Regions from separate parts of the Zea mays genome. Here region 1 is linked to region 2. Evidence: chromatin contacts called from public Hi-C data. All regions are on one chromosome and are shown on one strand. Each heading gives the region's core, a stretch centred on a gene start, on an enhancer-like site or on the middle of the called end of the contact. The rest is flanking DNA. Distances are from core to core; before and after follow the strand shown. Region 1 holds the start of LOC103638983. Region 2 has its middle 34 kb from the start of LOC103638982.

Region 1 (3,575 bases), core at 468-2,967, 74 kb before region 2:
ATATATATATATATATATATATATATATATATATATATATATATATATATATATATATATATATATATATATATATATATATATATGAGTGTTTACCCGTTGCGATAGCTAACAAACCTCACGTGATTAGATGGATAACCACGCACGAGATAAAGATACGTCCAAGTTTATCTGATCGCAGGAGCGTGGACCGTTCGGACCCTAGGGCTGGACCATCCCGCCAATTTTGATGCTCAACAACAACTACATTAATTATTGTGTATGAATCAACTAAATCAGGACCGGCTAGGATTGGATCCAACGTGGAGAAATCGAGCAAATACGTATTAGGGGTATTTAATAACATCTTTATCTAACTGCTGGCAAACGTGCGTAGAATATGATCGTCGCTCCCTAATCAACAAATTCTAATAGCCAGTTCACATAGAATTGTGTGGATTGCAGTAGTGGTAGAGGATGTTTGGCTTTGGATTTTGATAACCAATTTCCAGTAGAAGCTGAAATGTTTGGCTTTGGAGTTCGCACGGAATCCAAAATTAATCCTAAACAAATATGTCCAAACATGTATTATGTTACCCACTCCGCTCCAAAATATAATTCGTTTTAACTCTAAAATATAATTCGTTTTAAACTAATCCAAAATTTCTATGTATGTTTATATTCGTTATCATTTGAATAAACGTGGATAGAAAAAGTGGGCTAGAAATAACTATATTTTAGAACGGAAAGAGTTTATAATATAACCGGTAGATATCGACTTATCAAGAAAACGTGGTAACATATGAAGTTACAAGTTGTCCATAGTTAAATCGAGTGGAACAAGCTGGAAGAAGCCCCACCCCCACCACTACCACCACACCCTGTCCACCCCGAAAGTCGTTTGATTGGATACGCGAGAGAAAGTTAATCAACAAATCTGGGAATGGAGAATAAATTAAAGAGAAACGACTGAAGCCCCGTGGATAAATCGTCAAGCAAACTCCATGGGTTCCATTGAATCTAATATATGCAAAGAGGCAGCAATAACGGCGACGTGCATGCAGCTGGAGTGGAGAGAAACGAAAAGTCATAGCTTCAGAGACAAATCCAGCGACTCGCCGGCGCGCTCGACGCCGTGCTCCAGAGAGCTGCTCCTGCCGCGCAGCAAGGCGGCAGAGTGCACAGCAGGCACCTGACGCGCTTCCACCAGCCTGGACCTCATCATCTCATGATGCCCGGAGGCGGCGTCGGCGTCGTCCTGCCGGGCGCCGTGCGCGCGCATGGCGGCGGCGATCTCCCGGCGGCGCTTGGCGAGGGTGCGCTCGTACTTGTGCGCGTTCTGGTGCCCGCCGAGCGCCTGCGAGCTGTAGAACTTGCGGTCGCAGTAGGTGCAGACGAAGAAGCCGGGAGGCGCCGCCTCCGCCGCCGAGGCCGAGCAGGGCTGGAGGCTGAGCTCGAGGTCCAGCTCCTGATGCTCCATTACAGCTAGCTGGAGTAGTCTATCTACTGGTGGTGGCGACTGTTGTGCCTGTGCGAGAGCTTAAAATAATACAAAACTCAGCACATGCATTGTGGTTGTCATTAGCCGGCCGGCGGCCCGGGGATTAAATACACCTACGTCTACAGCAGCTAAATGTAACCGGTGTGGCGCACGCTTTTCCGCACGTGTTTGGGCATGCAGCGCCGCAACAGAGCGGAGGGGACAGGTCGCGTATATGAGGCCACGATGCGTGTCCAGAGGATTCCTCCTCCTATCAAGGGGAACACAAGATAAGATTACCGGGTGAAAAACGAATTGAAGGAAGACTTGCTTAAATTGCCTCAACTTTGGCTTCCTTTTTATGGGACGATTATTGTACATGTTTTATATTAAAATCATAGTTCGAATTTATTGTGAGTCTATAATTATAACCTGCAAAAATATTTTAGGATAGAAAAGCTGTTAGACAAAATCACAGATTCAATAAAATCTGATTCATGTCAGAAAAAGACAGAGAAAACAAGTTGCCTATTCATTTGACACGTGGGGAAATGATTGGACATAAATGGCTTACAACATACGTAGACCCTGTTTGTTTAGTTTTTTTTTAAGTTTCTGGGCACCAAAAGCTGTTGAATGCTCCAGCTTTTCAGCCAGCTTTTATAAAAATCGCTTTGGTAAAAACCGTCCAAAATCAACATAAACAGAAAATCGGTTGAGTCGTCACGATAGTAGGAATCTGTCGCTTTCTAGATTTTGAACCCTTTGGACCAGTTCATCATTCTCCGCACGTAATCCCCACGATACTCAGATTCTCCGCACAGTCAGATTCTCTCTACAGCCAGGGCCGTTCCTGACTTTTCAGGGCCTGGGACAAGATTATAAACAGAGACCCCAACACCATAAAAAACTATTTTTTACTATTATATATATCAACTAATTATACTTGATGTACCACAAAAAGACTTGAGCAGTAAAAAATAGAAGTAAGATTATTACCTCAAATATATTGTAGAGATCAACTTAAAAATGTCTTCTAACATTTCTAGATGCAAAATCATCAATGATGGCTTCAATATTGACATCATCTAATAATTTCTTCTCAATACATAAAGTTGCTAGGCCGTTTAACCTTTCTTGAGACATTGTAGACCTTAAATAATTCTTCAATAACTTAAGCTTTGAGAAGCTCCTTTCAGCTGTTGCCACAGTTATTGGTATAGTAAATAATATCTGATAAGCAACAAATATATTGGGATAGCAATCCATTCTCCTAACAAACTCAAAAATTTCCATAGCAGACATTGATCTATTTGGCAGTGTCATTTGCAATATTCTTAACTCTGATGTCAGATTATTTTCCTCAAAATCAAATGAATCATCGACAGAGAAAGTTTTTGCCAACATGGTACAATAATCCCTGAGTTTAATGTGATCCAATGATTTCATTGATGCTGAGTTAAGAAGAGGCCCAAATATACCATTGAATACTTGGAGGTCTTCAAATCTATTTTTTAATGAACTGCTTGCCATATCAAGCATAACTAAAAAATAATTTACTTCAAAATCTTTCTCACCTTGTAGATTTGCCTCATTGCTGCAATCATTTTCATCATAATGCTTTTTCCTTAGAGCACGACGCTTTATTAGAAATGATGCCTCTACACCCATTACAGAAGCAATATCCTTGGCAACCACCATACTAGAAGCAAACCCTTCATTTCTATACTTGTCAAAGTAACTCATTATACCATCTATTTGCTCTAAGGTAGAGTGAAGACACATTGATGATGATTGCAACTTCTTGCTCACAACATTTACAGCATATAAAATATCATACCATATAACCATACCAAGAATGAACTCAAAGGTACCAATCAAGTCATACAAACTCTTTGCATCACTCTTTGCCATGGGATCAGTATCAGAAGCATGATGTAACTCAAACAAAGCCGCCCTTATATGAGGAGCTTTATATCTAATTGCTGCCACACTTTTGATACGACTTTCCCAACGAGTGTTGCACAATGATTTCACAGTTAAACTTGGCACATGATCAAGTAAAACTTTCCATCTTTTTGTAGAACCTAAAAAGAGTGCATATATTCTTTGCACA
Region 2 (3,574 bases), core at 673-3,172:
CGGCCCGTCATACACGGCCCATTTGATCATCTATACCACCGCACGATAATGATGGTCCTCGCCTCAGTTGTCGCCACCTCGTCTCTCCCTTCATGCCTCCGTCTCTGCGCCACCCCATTCTCAGAAGAGGGCGTGGGAGCAGGCGCCTCCTCCCCGTATTCGTTCAACACCAGCCTCGACATCTACCCGCGCAGTGGCTATTGCACGTCCACGAGGACGTTTCATAGTATGCGCGCACCATCGTTTTCGCCGTTGTTGGGCGTCCCGTTCGTCTTCCTGGCCTTCGCCATGTTCTTCCTCGCCAACCTACTGCCCCCGCCCACGGTCGCAGCCGCGAGCCGACAGATGCTCTTCGACGCGGGTACGGGGCAAGTCGGTCTTGCTCCTGGCCTTTCTTCGTGCATGCCGCCGAGGAGGACACGGTGGCGACAGCCACGCTTAGGTTATCTTGGCAATGAGGAGTTCAGGTCTGAGATATTGGACAACTAAGGTCCGTAGCGTGGCAGTAGTCGGCATATGCTACGGAGTTGGTGGTGGTGTTGTGTCGCCTCGGCAGGTCCAGGGCTGGGAAGGCACTCGCATTCTCTCGCTCTTCTCGGATCGACGCCTGGTGCGAGTGCCTCTCAGTTTGGTGCTGCTCCAGCTGAGCTTCTTTCTCTGCTTGCATGCTCTCTCCCTATATGTATCTAGCGGTATACTATCTATGTCGACTCTAGATATTCATGTCTTCGTCGTGTTCTTCTCTGGCAACGAACAGGTATGCCCGTCTCTTCCCTTTCCTTCCTGCTCTACGAAACCTTGGAAGTGGGGATGCGAGGGATGGGGGTCACTGATTTGCTGCCTATGGTACCCGTTCAATGGCTCGGCATCGCCTGTCTACATGGTCTTTTCCTTACCACGGTGTCGACTCAGTATGCTTCTATCGCTTCTATGTACCTGTCACTCGTCCTTCTGTCATTGCAAAAATTATTGTGTTGTTCCTCTGTTATTTTGGGTGTTAGTTTTTTGTTGTGCTAAGGACTGAACATACTTTGGATATGTTAATACTTTATTTATTATCTGCACGTGGTTTGTGTTCTTCTGATGATGGCTCATAGATCCTGCAAAATATGTGTTAGGATTTGGAGATCCATGCGGGCACTACCATACGGTGCTCGTCTCTTGTGTTCTTGGCTCTTGCAAGCATTAGGTCATTTCTGAGACCACATTGGCGCAATGGACTCCATGGTATTTGAGATTGCTGAATTGGATGGAGCAACGATGATTTGTCATACTAACAGTAAAAGGAAAGGTTATTTGTTGGTTTTAAACGTTAGTAATTGCTATAAAATATAATAATTTGTATGGAACGCATCTAGTTTAGCAACCACTCCATATTTTGATCTATCTTTTTTATAAGTTTGAGTTCATGAAATTTATTTTAGAAACTTGAACTCACAAACTTTCTCTTATTTGGTCTGATCTATATGGTGGAATTATGTTATTCTATAAGCTTTGTTTGTTCAGTCAGTCGTTGTGAACTCGCTTGTAATCGCTCTCTTCAGTGGCCGTGTTGTATCAAGACATATTGGATGGAGTAAACAATAACATCAGTCAGTCAAATCAAAAAAAATATTATGCGGAGAACGGAGACAATCAATAAAAAATATTGAGATTCTTTTTGTGGATGGTTTACGTAGGTATTGTTGTGAACCGTCGTAACGCACGGTCAACCGACTAGTTATAAATAAGACGAGTGGTCAAAGTTTTCGAAAAAAATAATAGTATCAATAATATGTGAACGGAGGTAGTACCTATTTTCAGGAATTACTAATCGCAACGTCGTACATCCCACACCAGCAGCCAGCCACCACACCACGTACTGGGTCGACAGGAGAGCCGCCGCGCAGAGGCCAGTAGCCCACTAGCATAGCAGCAGAGGCCACGGAGCCCAAAGGCCACTACTTCTATTCTGTATGCCGAAAGGTCTGATAGCTAGGGCGTGGCCCAGCATTCGAGTGAATCGGCCTGGCGGGGGAACTTGCTCGGCCCGCTGGCGTAGAATCGAGGAAACTATTGAAGGGAAAGTGGTATTAAGAAAGCTCTAAAACCAGACTTTCGGATCTCAGGTTTACGTGTTAAATTAGCATCCCTAGCTTATTTCAGTTAGAAATAGATTTTCAATTTTTTGAGTAATAAAATGTCTTTATTGAGTTCTTCATCCTCTCATTCTTTGACTGCTTCTGTTATCAATATATATCAATATATAGTTCTAAAATTATTGCGATAGTGTTCATCATATTTATGACCCATCTTGTTTCTATCAAATAACAACACAACAATATATAAAATAGTATTTATGATTGACCATAGTTACAACTTATCATTGAGCCTGTTAAACAATTTATATACGAACTTGAGGACCCTGGGTGTAATGCCTAAATTTGTAACTCATATGAAGAGAGAGTATTTCCTTTATCTATATGTGTGTACCATCTCTAGTTAATATCACATGTGAATAAACACCATCAAAAGGGGATTGAATAACCAATAACACCTAAATAAATCATGCATCATGCTGAGTTTTACTTGATTGTGCATTTGTGGCTAATAAAATAAAGGCATTGTTAATAAATTTATGAACAATGGATTCATCCCATACTAGAATATTCAAAATTTCGTATTTGATCTGAGAACAAACTTGCCACAAAAATTGGAATTTGAAATTTGGAATTCAAAAATAAAAAGGGGAAAACATAAATCAGAAAAAAAGAAAAAAGAAAAGAATAGCAATGCTACCTGGGCCGGACTACCCCATTTCGGCCCATATGCCCTAACACTCCCGCGCGGCCCACTTCCCTTTTCACTCCGCCGCACGCCGTCTCCACCGTTCTCCCACTGTCGCGTGGGCCCGCTTCGTCAGCTGATGCCTCGCGCGCGTCACGGTGTTGGACGCCAACTGGCGAGCCCCACCGGTCATCCTGACCTACGCCCTATCTGTTGCACCGACAGCATGGCCCCACCGCCTCGACCTGGATTCAACAGAAATGCCGCACCCACCGCCGTGGTTGGCGCCGACAATCTCGCTTGGGCCGTTGCTCTCGCGGCTAGATAATGGTGGGGAACGATTCCTCGGCCGCACTCGCCATCTCACCTTTACCTACCTTCCCATACCGAGCCCAGACCAACGTCAATCGCACTCGCCGTGTGCAGCTTTGTGCGCCAGCGCCCGCTACCGTCGTCGTGCGTTGCGCCGCCGTCCGAGGTCTGCAAAGCGGGTCTGGGGTGATCGCCAAACTGCGTAAGTGCCGCACGTACCTCGACATGGACCGGACAGCCGAGGAATCCTACGTTCACGCACTTCACCGCCACAGAACCTTCCCTCGTCGCGGACCGACCCTTTTCGCCGCGACGATTACCGGTGAGACACCTCCTCCATGTTCTCCTAGCCTTCAATTTGGTTTTCCACACGTGTTTAATTGAACTTAGTCACTGGGGCGGTAGAATTTGGTGGAGCACCGGCGAGATGGCCGCCGTGGGCAGGGGCGCTCCCCAGCTCGGCTCCGTTGGGGGGAAGATGACCGATCTGCCGTCG

The links. Hi-C and Micro-C count contacts between places; a contact is called where the count stands out from the background.
Region 1: a contact with region 2 is called in a Hi-C map of leaf, with 5 times the contacts expected there. The contact joins the promoter of LOC103638983 here to the enhancer-like site in region 2. A contact is called at or near these places in 4 of 25 Hi-C or Micro-C datasets (all in leaf).

What each region holds. Positions count from the first base shown.
Region 1 is chr9:124,281,130-124,284,704 of Zm-B73-REFERENCE-NAM-5.0, reverse strand. It overlaps LOC103638983, which reads right to left and starts at 1,717. Exons shown (of 1, transcript XM_008661770.2): 1 at 759-1,717. The coding sequence starts at 1,459. The coding sequence ends at 1,067.
Region 2 is chr9:124,207,674-124,211,247 of Zm-B73-REFERENCE-NAM-5.0, reverse strand. No RefSeq gene overlaps it. Among protein-coding and RNA genes, the nearest start is that of LOC103638982, 34 kb to the right of the region's middle. Within about 2 kb of position 1,922, at least 17 of the 20 cell types and tissues checked have an H3K27ac peak or open chromatin away from gene starts, as enhancers often do. A contact at or near this core is called in leaf, where this site is marked.